Regions from separate parts of the Arabidopsis thaliana genome. Here region 2 is linked to region 1. Evidence: chromatin contacts called from public capture Hi-C data. All regions are on one chromosome and are shown on one strand. Each heading gives the region's core, a stretch centred on a gene start, on an enhancer-like site or on the middle of the called end of the contact. The rest is flanking DNA. Distances are from core to core; before and after follow the strand shown. Region 1 holds the start of AT5G49760 (Leucine-rich repeat protein kinase family protein). Region 2 holds the start of AT5G49870 (Mannose-binding lectin superfamily protein).

Evidence for each region. Capture Hi-C pulls out chosen DNA fragments and counts their contacts.
Region 2: a capture Hi-C map of shoot shows a contact between it and region 1, with 4 times the contacts expected there. The contact joins the promoter of AT5G49870 here to the promoter of AT5G49760 in region 1. A contact is called at or near these places in 2 of 26 Hi-C or Micro-C datasets (rosette leaf and shoot) and 1 of 3 other capture datasets (shoot).

The regions. Positions count from the first base shown.
Region 1 is chr5:20,212,756-20,218,885 of TAIR10.1, reverse strand. AT5G49760 (Leucine-rich repeat protein kinase family protein) reads right to left here and starts at 2,554. Exons shown (of 19, transcript NM_124354.3): 1 at 2,120-2,554; 2 at 1,920-2,040; 3 at 1,773-1,844; 4 at 1,614-1,688; 5 at 1,449-1,520; 6 at 1,198-1,362; 7 at 1,029-1,103; 8 at 862-933; 9 at 711-782; 10 at 555-623; 11 at 392-466; 12 at 235-306; 13 at 4-138. The coding sequence starts at 2,207. It overlaps AT5G49750 (Leucine-rich repeat (LRR) family protein), which reads right to left. Exons shown (of 14, transcript NM_124353.2): 9 at 6,108-6,130; 10 at 5,967-6,035; 11 at 5,777-5,851; 12 at 5,610-5,681; 13 at 5,380-5,514; 14 at 5,152-5,299. The coding sequence ends at 5,152. AT5G07455 (a long non-coding RNA gene) reads left to right here and starts at 3,934. Exons shown (of 1, transcript NR_143004.1): 1 at 3,934-4,563.
Region 2 is chr5:20,269,807-20,275,936 of TAIR10.1, reverse strand. It overlaps AT5G49870 (Mannose-binding lectin superfamily protein), which reads left to right and starts at 3,042. Exons shown (of 6, transcript NM_001344861.1): 1 at 3,042-3,086; 2 at 3,373-3,592; 3 at 3,708-4,151; 4 at 4,258-4,698; 5 at 4,774-5,232; 6 at 5,333-5,836. The coding sequence starts at 3,389. The coding sequence ends at 5,590. AT5G07485 (a long non-coding RNA gene) reads right to left here and starts at 240. Exons shown (of 2, transcript NR_143006.1): 1 at 141-240.

The sequences.
Region 1 (6,130 bases), core at 1,305-3,804:
TACATTACTTGGAGGACTTTATTAGCTGATGGTTTATAATCAGTTATTTCATTGTATTGTAAATCCACAAACTCCAACTGGCTGCTAACGTCTGTACCAAAGTCTAAGCTTTCCACTATACTATTTCGCTTTAAGATACTGCAAAGTCCAAAAAAAAAAGAATCCCAATTTAGTACAAAGTTCATAATTCTTGAGTTCATTTCCAGCTTCATTTTTTTTTTTTTTTTTACTCACACAGTCTGCAACTGAGGAGGGCTGAAAAATGAGATTGGTATTGGACCATTAAGTTGGATCCCTTCCATCCTTCTGCGAAGAAGAAAACCCTTTGTTCTTAGAAAGTATACACATGGGAGATAAATGGAGAACAAGACAGAGACAGAGATGTTCATACAATGTTGATAGGGAGGGTAATGAAGAGATCCATGATGGAATGGGTGAGAAATCCAAAGTGTTATTGCTCACATCCCTGTTACATTTACAATCACATCATGGCATTAGATTGGTAAAGAATGAAGGTTTGAGATTGGTAGTGATGATAAATGTAAAAAACTTACAATGTGTAGAGACTGGTCAAGCTGGTTAAATTTGGAAGAGTACCAGTAAATCTGTTGTTGGCCAAGTACCTGAAATGTATTCAACTACAAATTCTTGTACCTCATTTTCATTTATTTTCAACAAACAAAAGAACAAATCTTTAGTTGCTCACTTACAGTTCGTTAAGATTTGTGAGATTGTTAAGATATGAAGGAATATCTCCAATGAGTTTGTTCCTATCAAGGCGTCTAGAACCAAGAAAAAACACATAAGAATTATAGACGTTAGGATAAATAAAAAATTTGAACTATATATATTACTACTTACAACACCGTCAACGTTTTAACGAGACTGAGGGTCTCTGGAATTTCGCCCGTGAATTGGTTTCCATCGAAGAGGCTATCGATAAAACAACGAACAATGCAGTCACTTTGTTAGTTACTTACTCACAACTTATGAAATCTCTCAGCTATATAATGTAATATGAAGCTTACACATGTATTAAACTCATGTTTGAGCTGAAAAGTTCTTTTGGGATATTGCCTGAAAGCTTGTTTTTTCCAAAATGACTACAAGAAAAAAGCAAAGGAGAGTCAGATCAATTACTATATTAGAAGGAGTGATTATAATAAACGGAAGTGAAAGATTTGGGATTATATATACAAATGCTTAGTTTGAAGAAGCATGTCAAGTCCAGGTGCAGAAGTCCCATTAGAAACTGGAAGCTCTCCTTCAATCTGATTGTCAGCTATATCAAACCAATATAGTTTTGATAACAGGCCAATTGAAGGCGGAATTGTTCCACTAAATTTATTTAAATTTAGGGAGCTGTATTGAGGAAACAAAAATTAATACTAATGGTTTTAGAGAATGCAATTGACTGTTTATAATAACATGAATCCACAGAATCTTACAGATATATAAGTTCTTTTAGAGTTCCAATGGACTCAGGGATTTGACCACTGAAACTACATCCCACAAGGATCCTGGAGAGTAAAAAGAGTTAGATAAAATAAGAGATAAGACAAAGTGATACATAAGTTGTGTACTAGAGATTTAATGATAGTGTGTTTCCTTACAAGTTCCTTAACTTCCCAAGGTTACCGATGTTTGGTGGAAGCGGTCCGGACAATTTAGGATTGTATGACAAATCCCTACAAAGATTGGATAATAAGATGAAAACAACCAAAAACCATTTTTATGTGAAAGGAAAAATAGAAAGAAAAAGAAAGACATACAAGATCCGCAACTCGGACAAGAACGATATATCGGCAGGAAGCTTTCCTTCCAAGTCAAGGTTACCTAGTGATCTACAATAAGCAACACAACATTAAAAGTCTGCAGAGCATTATTGGAAGAAGCAGCAACAATTTACAGAGCCTTACATTGAAACGACGCGGTCATTTTGACATGTAATTCCAACCCAATTGGTTCCACAAGGATCAGAGCCTTCCCAACCATCAGGAGGAGTGGTCCATTCACTCTTCAGAGCATTTAAAGCAGAAGCTGCACCAATATTCAAGATTAGGAAAAACTCTGTTCATCATCTATATGGTTGTATATGTATATATCCACACACACTCACCGTCTAAACCATTCGTGAGTGCCGAAACAGAACAAATTTGGAAGAAAAACAAGATCAGGAGCAAAGAGGCTCCAGTTCTTGAACTCATCTTCAAACCCAAAAAGAACCTCTTATCACTTCCTCTGTTTTCTGATCCTATCTCAAAATAATCTAAGAAAAAAGCATGTGCTCTACACAAAGGTTTGACGAATCTCTTAATAAAAATTATAATCTCTCTTTCAAAAACATGTAAACAATAATGTTAACAAAAAGAAGACGAAGACTTTGAACAAATAGAGTTAAAAAAAAAAGTATATCAAAAGAAGAAAATAGGAAGAGGACCATAAGAAAAAACTTGGTCAACTTAAAACAGCTGATAATGGGATATAAAGGTTTCACAATTGGGAAGAGTTGTTAAATGGAAATGTCAATTGAGTAATGGGAAGGAACAATTTATGAAACAATACATTAAAGTATACATATGAGTTGTCGTGATGCGAAACTAAAGTAGGACCCTTATTTATCTACTGTATTAAATACACTCATTATTGATTACAAAAAAAAATATCTATAAACTTCAAAAACAAAGAATAAAATATGATTTTGTTTGCCCAAATCGTTAGATCTCAGAAAGAGAGACTTGTGGAATATAGTTGTGGTCATCAACTATGCAGTGATATGTTTTTTTTAACAACCAAGATTGAATAAAGTCATGGTCGTTGCCTCGTTGGAAAAATGAGGACAAGCCATTTTCCAACTTGATATACTAATACTAATTACAACAACAGTGATGATGATGATGATGATGATTTGATGAAATATTGACTAGAACTTCAAAACTAATTATTTAATAATCGAGTGGGTATGCAAAACATATATAAATAAATGTGAGCTATGAGAAGAAGATGTGTAACTAATTTGTGTTGTGTCAAGCTTACAAGGACCAAACCTTTAAATTTGGCTATTGATGAACTTTATTACCAAGCTAGGGGAGACTAAGAGAGTACAAGTAGCAAGGACAACAACAACAACAAGAAGTGGAGAAACATCATAGCAATGTTGTAGTGGTAGGATCAAGCTATTGATGTATGTCAACATAATGTTTTGTCGATCAACTTGATAGTGGACTGAAACTGTTAGTGTCCACAAGCTACACTCGTGCAACTACGTGTGTTTAGGGGATACATATATACACTCAAATACTCTACGCGTTAACTACGTTATATGTTAAGGCTTTGAATGGATGTTACGGGCGGAGCGGACTAAACCATGTTGTCAGCTCCATACCAAATTTATTTCTACAGTATGTAAAATCAGTAGCTAGTTTGTCTACGGCGATTTTTTTTTTTTTCGGTCCACAGACTACAGTTTATGAATGGTAAACAACAAGAGATCCAATCCCGCAAATGGTTTTGTCAGTCCGCCGTGGCCATTTGAAGCCTAAGGTGCACCTCACCACTTACATTTGCTAGAATAGCAATTTGTGTATTGACTGGGTCTTAATAATCAGTTTGGATATAGATTGATCTAGCGATTCATTATTTTTGGAATTTTCTATGATATCTCTCAACAACTTCAAAAACGTTCAACAAGACTTGTGGAAAAGTCTTGAATAACTTATTAAACATGTGTTTTACAAGCATAATATCTCAAGGAAGATTAATTACAACTCCTAAATTATGGTATTGCCGGAATCACAAAGTTCTGGTGCAACAGTAACATTACCTAAGATGTATAAAGCTCATCAAATTCAATGTCTTAGAAAGGAAAGAATGTTGCCAGGGATGGATTCTCAAATGGTTTACTAGCTTTGAACCTGAAGATGTGAAGAACTTGATACATCATACACGGCTGCCTTCATAGCTACTCTGGTAGCTATTCTTGAGATCAGGATCTGTTTGGGTTGCAAAACAGTCTCTGGAATCAAAATAGTCATTGAATATAGTGTTCCGATTATCTAAAAGTGTTGTTGGTTAACTTGGATTTCCTTCCAGACTGAATCCAACTCCTCCAGTGGTTCAACCTCCGTGATTTGCAAATTGTTGCTTCTTTGTTTCCGATTAACTGGAATACTATATCTAATATTGAGATCACAGAAAACGTACATCGTTTCTGTTCTTGTCCAAAATTGTTTCTCTCTCTCTCTCTCGCCTGAATAGTTTCTGAAGAGTCAGGTTTCTTCTTTGTTGTTTCACTTTCTCGGTTTGTCCGATGATCGTCTCTTCTCCCAATTTTATGGGCCTATTGGGCCTTTTTACTTCACAATTTATGGGCTTTCGTATCAAAAATACAAAATAAACAAAAAAATAATTTACGGGTTAAAACTTAAAACCCCACGATTGGAATGGGTGCAAAATAAACCAGTCCTAAAAAGTAAAAACTGACAAATGAAAGAGATTTGAGAAACTTAAAAGCATACAAATATGAACTATACCCATAATGGAAAGCTAATAGAGTTAAGACTTAAGAGGAACAAATGAAAGAGATTTGGAAGGTCGATCCCATGGCGTCCACCACCATGGTCAAATGGTGATGTATTTGAGTACCTTGGCAAAGAGATTCGGAAGGTCGATCCCATAGCCGTGTTTTCCTTATGATGTACCTTGGCAAACACGGCAATCAAATATACCCTCACAAACTCGAAATGCATCACCATTTGACACTTCCAAACCAAAAGGATAAAGAAAATTAGCTAAACAGCGTAAGAAGGATCACAAAATATTCTAATTTCATGAACACATTTTTTTTATTTCATGTTAAGAAAATGAGCCACTATATACAGAGGAAATTCAATTAAAATAAAAACAAGAAAAACAACCCAACACACATAAGGAAAACCCGAAAACAACCTTCAACATGCATGATAAATATTTAAACATGATTTACATTTACAACATAATAAATTATTTCTAGTGATAATATTTGGATGTCCTGAGCTCTCTTTCTTATGTTTAGCCTGATTTCATCCATTTGTCCATCCTTCATCTGGTCAATGAAAATATCATACATTTGAGCTTCTGCTCCCTCATCAACTTGCGTTTTCTCTTATGTTTCTAAACGGCCACAGAGTCCACATTATAAATAAACTTCTTAAATAGATCTTTGATTGTTTGGAGGGTAGAAAATGATGAACTGTGTTTGATTGCTGAGCAGAAACTCGGCTTGTTCCCTACCTCCCCACACACTGGATTATTTGCCAATCTGTAGATATACAGCAACACAGATAACCAATAGATCGAACAAAGAAGTCATATTGCATGATTTGTGACAAATATACATACATTACTTTGATGTGTTCATTAGCTGCTTGTTTATAACCAGTTATGTTATTGTATCTTAAACTAACTAACTCCAACTGTTTGCTATAGTTGGTACCAAAGTCCAAGGTTCCGTTTATCCAATTCCGCTTAAGGTTACTGCGTAAGTAAAAAAGTGAGGCATCTCAATCAGTAAAAATTTCACAAGTCGATTAATTCCAGTCAAAGTTTCATGTAATACTGTTTTTACTCACACAGATTGCAATCGAATAAGACTGAAGAAGGAAATCGGCACTGGACCTATGAGTTGGATCCCTTCCATCCTTCTGCCAAGTAGAAGACCATTTCTTCTTTGTAAGAATGCACATCCATATATATTTAGAGAGAGAGTGAGGGAGACTGAGATCAGAGAGGTTCATACATTGATGTCAGGTTGCGTAATGAAACGATCCATGATGGAACGAGTGAGAATTCCAAAGTGTTATTGCTCACATCTCTGTTACAAAAAAATAACATCATGGCATTAGTTTGGCTAGTAATGATAGTTTAAAAATAGTAATATTAATGGTAAAATGAGCAGCAAACGAGGATGATAAATATTGAAAACTTGCATTTCGTCGAGATCGGTCAAACTGGCTAAATTTGGAAGACTGCCTGTAAATTTGTTGTTGCACAAGTGCCTGAAATGAATTCAACTTACTTACCTCATTTCGCTTATAATATTACAAATACACAACAAAAGGTACACTTACAGTTGGTTGAGACTTGTGAGATT
Region 2 (6,130 bases), core at 1,793-4,292, 57 kb before region 1:
CTGCTAGGATGTGTAGGATTTATAAGCATGATAAGAGTAAGAGAAGGCTCAAAAAAGACTCCAACAAAATGGAGAAAGAGATAAACGGAACAAAAGAAGGATTAAGACTATGATGTGGAATAAGAGTCGGTCATTACTTACACTTGATTGTTACAATTCAAATACAATATATAGTAGAATAAGATGAGAGAAGACATAGAGATACTTTGTGGTTGAGGCTAGAAACATAGACACGAGATAATTACAAAGGAAAAGGGAATGGTGAAGAAAACATTATCCTATTACATAATTAGTCATGAAAAAGTAAGACATCTAGCTAGAGCAACTCTAGCATCTAGGTTATAATGGTAGAAAACAAGCATAAATGATGTCCTATGCTTTATTTGATAAACAAACAATCAAGATTATTAGAGTATTTATGGTTCCTTCGAGATTCAAATATTCGAAAAATACTTGTATAATTATTTGAAAATTCCTTTTCTGGCACACAACTATAACTCTGTGTACTAATAATTATTTGCAGGTACGTAGCAAATAAAACCAATTAACACTAATAATGCTGATTGCACTTGTCATTTAATCTTAAAAATACCCAAATTGTCCTTACTCTAATCATTATTCTTCTACTGCACACAGGCTATGAATGGAGGCAGCGGACAAATCGGTCTAATTTGTCTGCGGTTTAGTCCATCTCATTTTTTGGACAGACAATAAACCGTTGCGGACCAAGTTTATTTGTATGTCAAAACAGTCCACAGATGGTCCGCTGCGGTTTTCTTCTATTTTTTTTGGTCCGGACCACTTCGGACTATAATTGATGAATGGTAAATAAAAAGCGGTCTAATCCGTAGACGGTTTTGTCCGCCTCAACCGTCGTAACCATTCAAACCCACAAATAAGTATTTCATCTATATCATAATATTTTATTTATCCATAAAATGTTTCCAAATTCCCCCACTAAACTAATTGTACTCGAAAGGGCATTAATTTCTCTCATTTTTTTTTCCACAGTAAATGCAATGGATGCGCCTGATGTATTGTATACCCTAGATATGAAGATGTCCAAAAAACTAATAGATGAGAAGCTGCTAATTGTCTAATTGCATATGCTGGAGTATTCTTTAACGAACGCCGTGAGGCATAAATGCAAGCGTTGACAAAAAAGACTAACTTAATTAAATGCAAGTAAGCTTCCATTATTTGCATAATGTCTACCATTTAAAAAAAATTCTGAATCGAATTTTAAAATTCTGAAAACGATATTTCCGGGAAGACTTTGTATATAAGTTATTTCCCTTGTTTTAAATCACGATTACTTGTGACGTCTTTTACAAATATACATATATATTTTTGCAGGAGTTTTTGGTCACACTGTTTTAATTTTGATCGTTAAATATTCTCGGATCTTTTAAATCTATATAAATTTTTGCAGCAGTTTTTGGTCACAAATGTTTTAAATTTGGTCGCTAATGTTTTAGTGTTATTTGGCCGAATTTTTGACCTGGTTTAATTATATTCGGATCATAAATAAGTTTTATGTATCCAATCATTGATCCGGTTTTATTGTGTTTAGATCCTCGATAACTATAATTAGAAAATCTATAACAAAACGATATTAATTCTTAAAAACATTAATTAAAAAAACAAAAACAATTTAGAAAGTTTCTATTTCTACCAAAAATATTAATTAAAAATTAACTATTTAATTACCAAATAAATCGGAAACAAATATAAGATATCTCTAAACTAGGTATTTCCTAAAACCTATCTACCTAATTTAAACATACCTTAGTCCATATAACATGAGACAAAGCATCGCAGCAATCGCTTAATATATTATTTTCTTTCACTTTTATTTGATTTTATATTTAATTTATTTTGCATTCTTTTCAAAGTTCTTTAAATGGACATATATTACTCAATTGACGAAAAAATAATATGTGTATAATGTCTTACATTGCTTAACAAATTAGACCATGGTTCAGAGTCATACTATAATAAGGACCAAAATGATTCTGAGTACGAATAAACATGAAACTTGATTTATAAGACGTCCAAAATTAAAAGTATTATCCAGTTTACTCCGGTTATTTATTTCAAAGAATTGAAACTTTTTAAAAGTTTGAATATGATAAATATTTGAATTTATAATAATTAATAAGAAGTTTAAATATGATAAATTCATATTTAAACTATATACTACGAGTAAAATCCTATAATTGACGGATTTGCGTCGGTGATAAATACAGGACAATATACTACAAGTGAAATCATAGAATTAACAATCAAAATATAATTATCCAATCTTAAACGCTAAACAAAAAAAAATATTAACGAAACAAATACAACTTAAAATTTAAACTTTTTTAAACGCACCTTGATTTTTTTATAAGAAGCTTAAACATTCTAAATATTTTAACTTTATTCTACAGGTGAAATTCTAGAATTGATTGGTTTGAGTCATAATAATATGGGACTGTATATTAAGAATGAAATAATAGAAATAACAATTAAAATATAATTATACAATCTTAAACAAAAATAAAACAGATAATATTAACAAAAAGTATGATTTGAAATTTAATTGTTTAGAAAACACATATCGATTATTTTATAAGAAACTTACATTGTTAACATTTAAAATTTATGTTATGGATGAAATCTTAAAATTGATAAATTTGGATCAATATTAATAATCAAAATACAATATTCGTGGGGAAGACTTTGTGTATGAGTTGGCGTCAATCTTATCGTGTAGAAGTGTAGTGTGCAAGTGTAACGAATGAGAAAACTTTAGGTCTAACCAAGGATTTCAACTGATTTAAATTTTAACATTTTTGAATAACTAGTTGTCAATATTAGTTAGTTTAATAATCATAACATTTTCTTGAATCTGAATTTTTCTTCTTTCGTATAATTCTGCATTTTTTTTAGGCGGAGAATATAATTGCAAAACGATTTAGAATGTTTTTTTTATTATTTTCTTTCTAAAAACCCTATAAATAGAAACACCTTCATCCTTTTGGTTATAGATCAACATAGCCTCTCAGTTCAATCACCTGTCTCTCTCTCCTCAACTAACATAGGTCAGTTCTCTCTATCTATGTTTCTTTTATTTACATCTATGTTTCAGAGCTCTAATATCTGATCTAAATTATTGCCAAAGTATAATGAGCATATGTGCTTAAAAATGTAGAGCATCGAATATCAGAAAATGTTACTTGGTAGATATTAGTTTTATCTGCTTCTTGTTTCCACCAAAACAAAACTTGATCTTCTTCGTTCAGCTTAGAACTTGTGTTGATCCTTGGCTGGATAAGGGTATATATTACTGACTAAGAAACACATACAATTGGCATCCAATTTGTGTAGATTCAACAGGTTCGAGATGACCGAAAGATTGGAAGCGGAAGGGAGCAGGAGAGGCAACAACAGTAAGTGGGATGACAAATCTGACCACGATGATGTAACAAAGATATATGTAAATTATTCTCTTAGTGGCATAGAGTCCATTCGTTTCGACTATGTCAAAAGTGGAAAACCAAAGGATGGACCCTTCCGTGGTCAATCGTATAATACTTACACGCACACGGTATAAGATGACATTAGAATTTTTTTTTTCTCTTTTTATCTTTCTGTCAAACCCTTTTTCGCTTTTTTCGCATGTGGGAAATTTTGTAATATCATTTTTTCACCAAATTTTGCAGTTTGAGATTAACCATCTAAAATATGAACATCTTGAATCTGTTGAGGGCTACTACACAGAGGACACAGGGATTGAAGCACTTCAATTTAAAACCAACTTGCGGATATCTGAACCGATTGGATATCATCATGATGGGTGTACCAAATTTATACTAGCAGTAGAGGGAAAAAAAATCATTGGGTTTCATGGATCAAGCTTTGCTTTGAGGGTGGGCTCTCTAGGAGCATATTTCACTTGGGATACTCCTACTATAATAAAAGCAGTAGGGGGAAAGGTAGGGACAAAGTGGGATGATGGAGTCAACCAGGCCGGTTTTACAAAGATACATGTACGTAGTGGTCAAAAGGGCATACAATTCATCAAGTTAGAGTATGTTGACAAGGATGGGAATCTAACAGATGGGCCAATCCATGGTTCTATCTATAGAAGAGGTTCCCCACACGTGGTATGTATACATTATACATGTCACGGAAAAATAGTAATTAATTAAAATTTTGTTTATCCAATTGCATGAGTATAATATTAAATGATACATAATCTTTGTTTTACAGTTTGAGTTTAAACATGACGAAGAATATCTGGTGTCTGTTGAGGGTTACTACGAGGGCGACGAGGAATGTGAGGTCATTCAGGGACTTCAATTTAGGACTAACATCAAGACTTCAGAACTTATGGGATCCAATACGGGTAAGAAATTTAAACTTACAGCCAGTGGAATGAAGATTGTTGGGTTTCATGGATATGCCGAGAAGAATCTAAGCTCTCTTGGAGCATATCTCACACCGCTTACTCCAAAAAAGTCGGAATGCAAAGGCATTACTGATGGAAGCAATGTTTGGAATTGGGATGACGGTGCTTTTGAGGGTATTAGAAAAGTGTCCGTTTTCTTTACAGCTCTTCGTATAAGGTGTCTCATGATTAACTATGAAGACGCTGGCAAAGTAGTAAAGCGTAGCCATGGATTGAACAACAATGATCATCAAGAAGAGAAGGTCAGAATACTTATAACTAACTATATATTCGTCTACATATATGTTGTTGATGGTTAGCTTATTCTGTTTTTACAGTTTGTTGTTGACTATCCAAATGAGTTTATCACGTCTGTGGTGGGGACCATGAGTTCTAGTTCGGTTATGCCATTGATTTTTAAAACATCAAAAGGGAGAACCTCTAAACAATTTGGAGACTATTCTTTTGATGATTCAGTTGAATTTGTTCTCGAGAGCAAAGGTTGTGCTATAGTCGGATTTCATGGATGGCATAACCCTGTGTCTGGGTATATGACAGCTCTTGGTGCATATTATTATCCAATGCCTCTTCCTCCTGCGGCGGAAAAGCTAGAAGCACAAGGTGGTGCTGGAGGAGCTCCTTGGGACGATGGCAGTAATTTCCAAGGTGTTAGAAAGATATACATTGGGACTGGTGAGGTTGGTATCGTTTCAATCAAGTTTCTGTATGAAAATGACGTTCATGAGATAGTAGTGGGAGATCATCATGGGAACAAGAACCTACTTCGACATGAAGAGGTGATTACTACTACTTCAGCCTTTATCCAATTATACAAAGCTTATTGTATATTAGATCTTTGATGTTATTCTTTTGGATTATCTTGTTTTTAAATTGTAGTTTGACTTGGACTATCCGTCTGAATACCTCACATCAGTGGAAGGCAGTTATGATGTAGTACCTGGAAGTGAAGAATATGAAGTTATAATCATGCTCAAGTTCACCACTAACAAGCGAACTTCTCCATGTTATGGACTCGATGATGACCCAATCTTCGTGCTCCACAAGGAAGGTCACAAGATCGTTGGTTTCCATGGAAAATCAAGTAACATGCTTCATAAACTTGGGATCCACGTGCTCCCCATCTCCAACTCCTGATCATATTTATATGATTTAAAACGAACATTATCCTCCTCTGTTTTCAAAAACTTTGATTCGTTTCTCTTCTTTTTTATTTCCTCTGTTTTGATTCTCTGTATCTTGTGAACTTTTGAATGATTCCTCTGTTTAATAAAGTGTATGGAGTTGGACTGAAGCTCGTTGTGACTTCTCTGTATTCTTTTTTTTTTTTGTGCACCAAACTTCTCTGTATTCAATAGGCTGTTTCAAGAAGCGAGATTCCACGAAAAAGAAAGACATGTTTTATGAATTATAGGTGGTCTTAACTTGTCTGCTTCGAAGCTTCAGGAACAATATTCTGGTGTGAAACTCGTTGGCTTTGACATCTTCAAGCATCTCTTTGATATTCTTCACTCTCCTTCTAAATCCAGTGAATTGACAAATCAACTGAGTAATAAACTACTCATTGTAGGTCAAGAGAACTACTCAAGCTCAACACAATCACAACTCCTGCTGGTGGTTAGTCTAATCTAATGGAACGTAAGAAATTGGTCCTATGGCCACTAGAATAGAACAAAA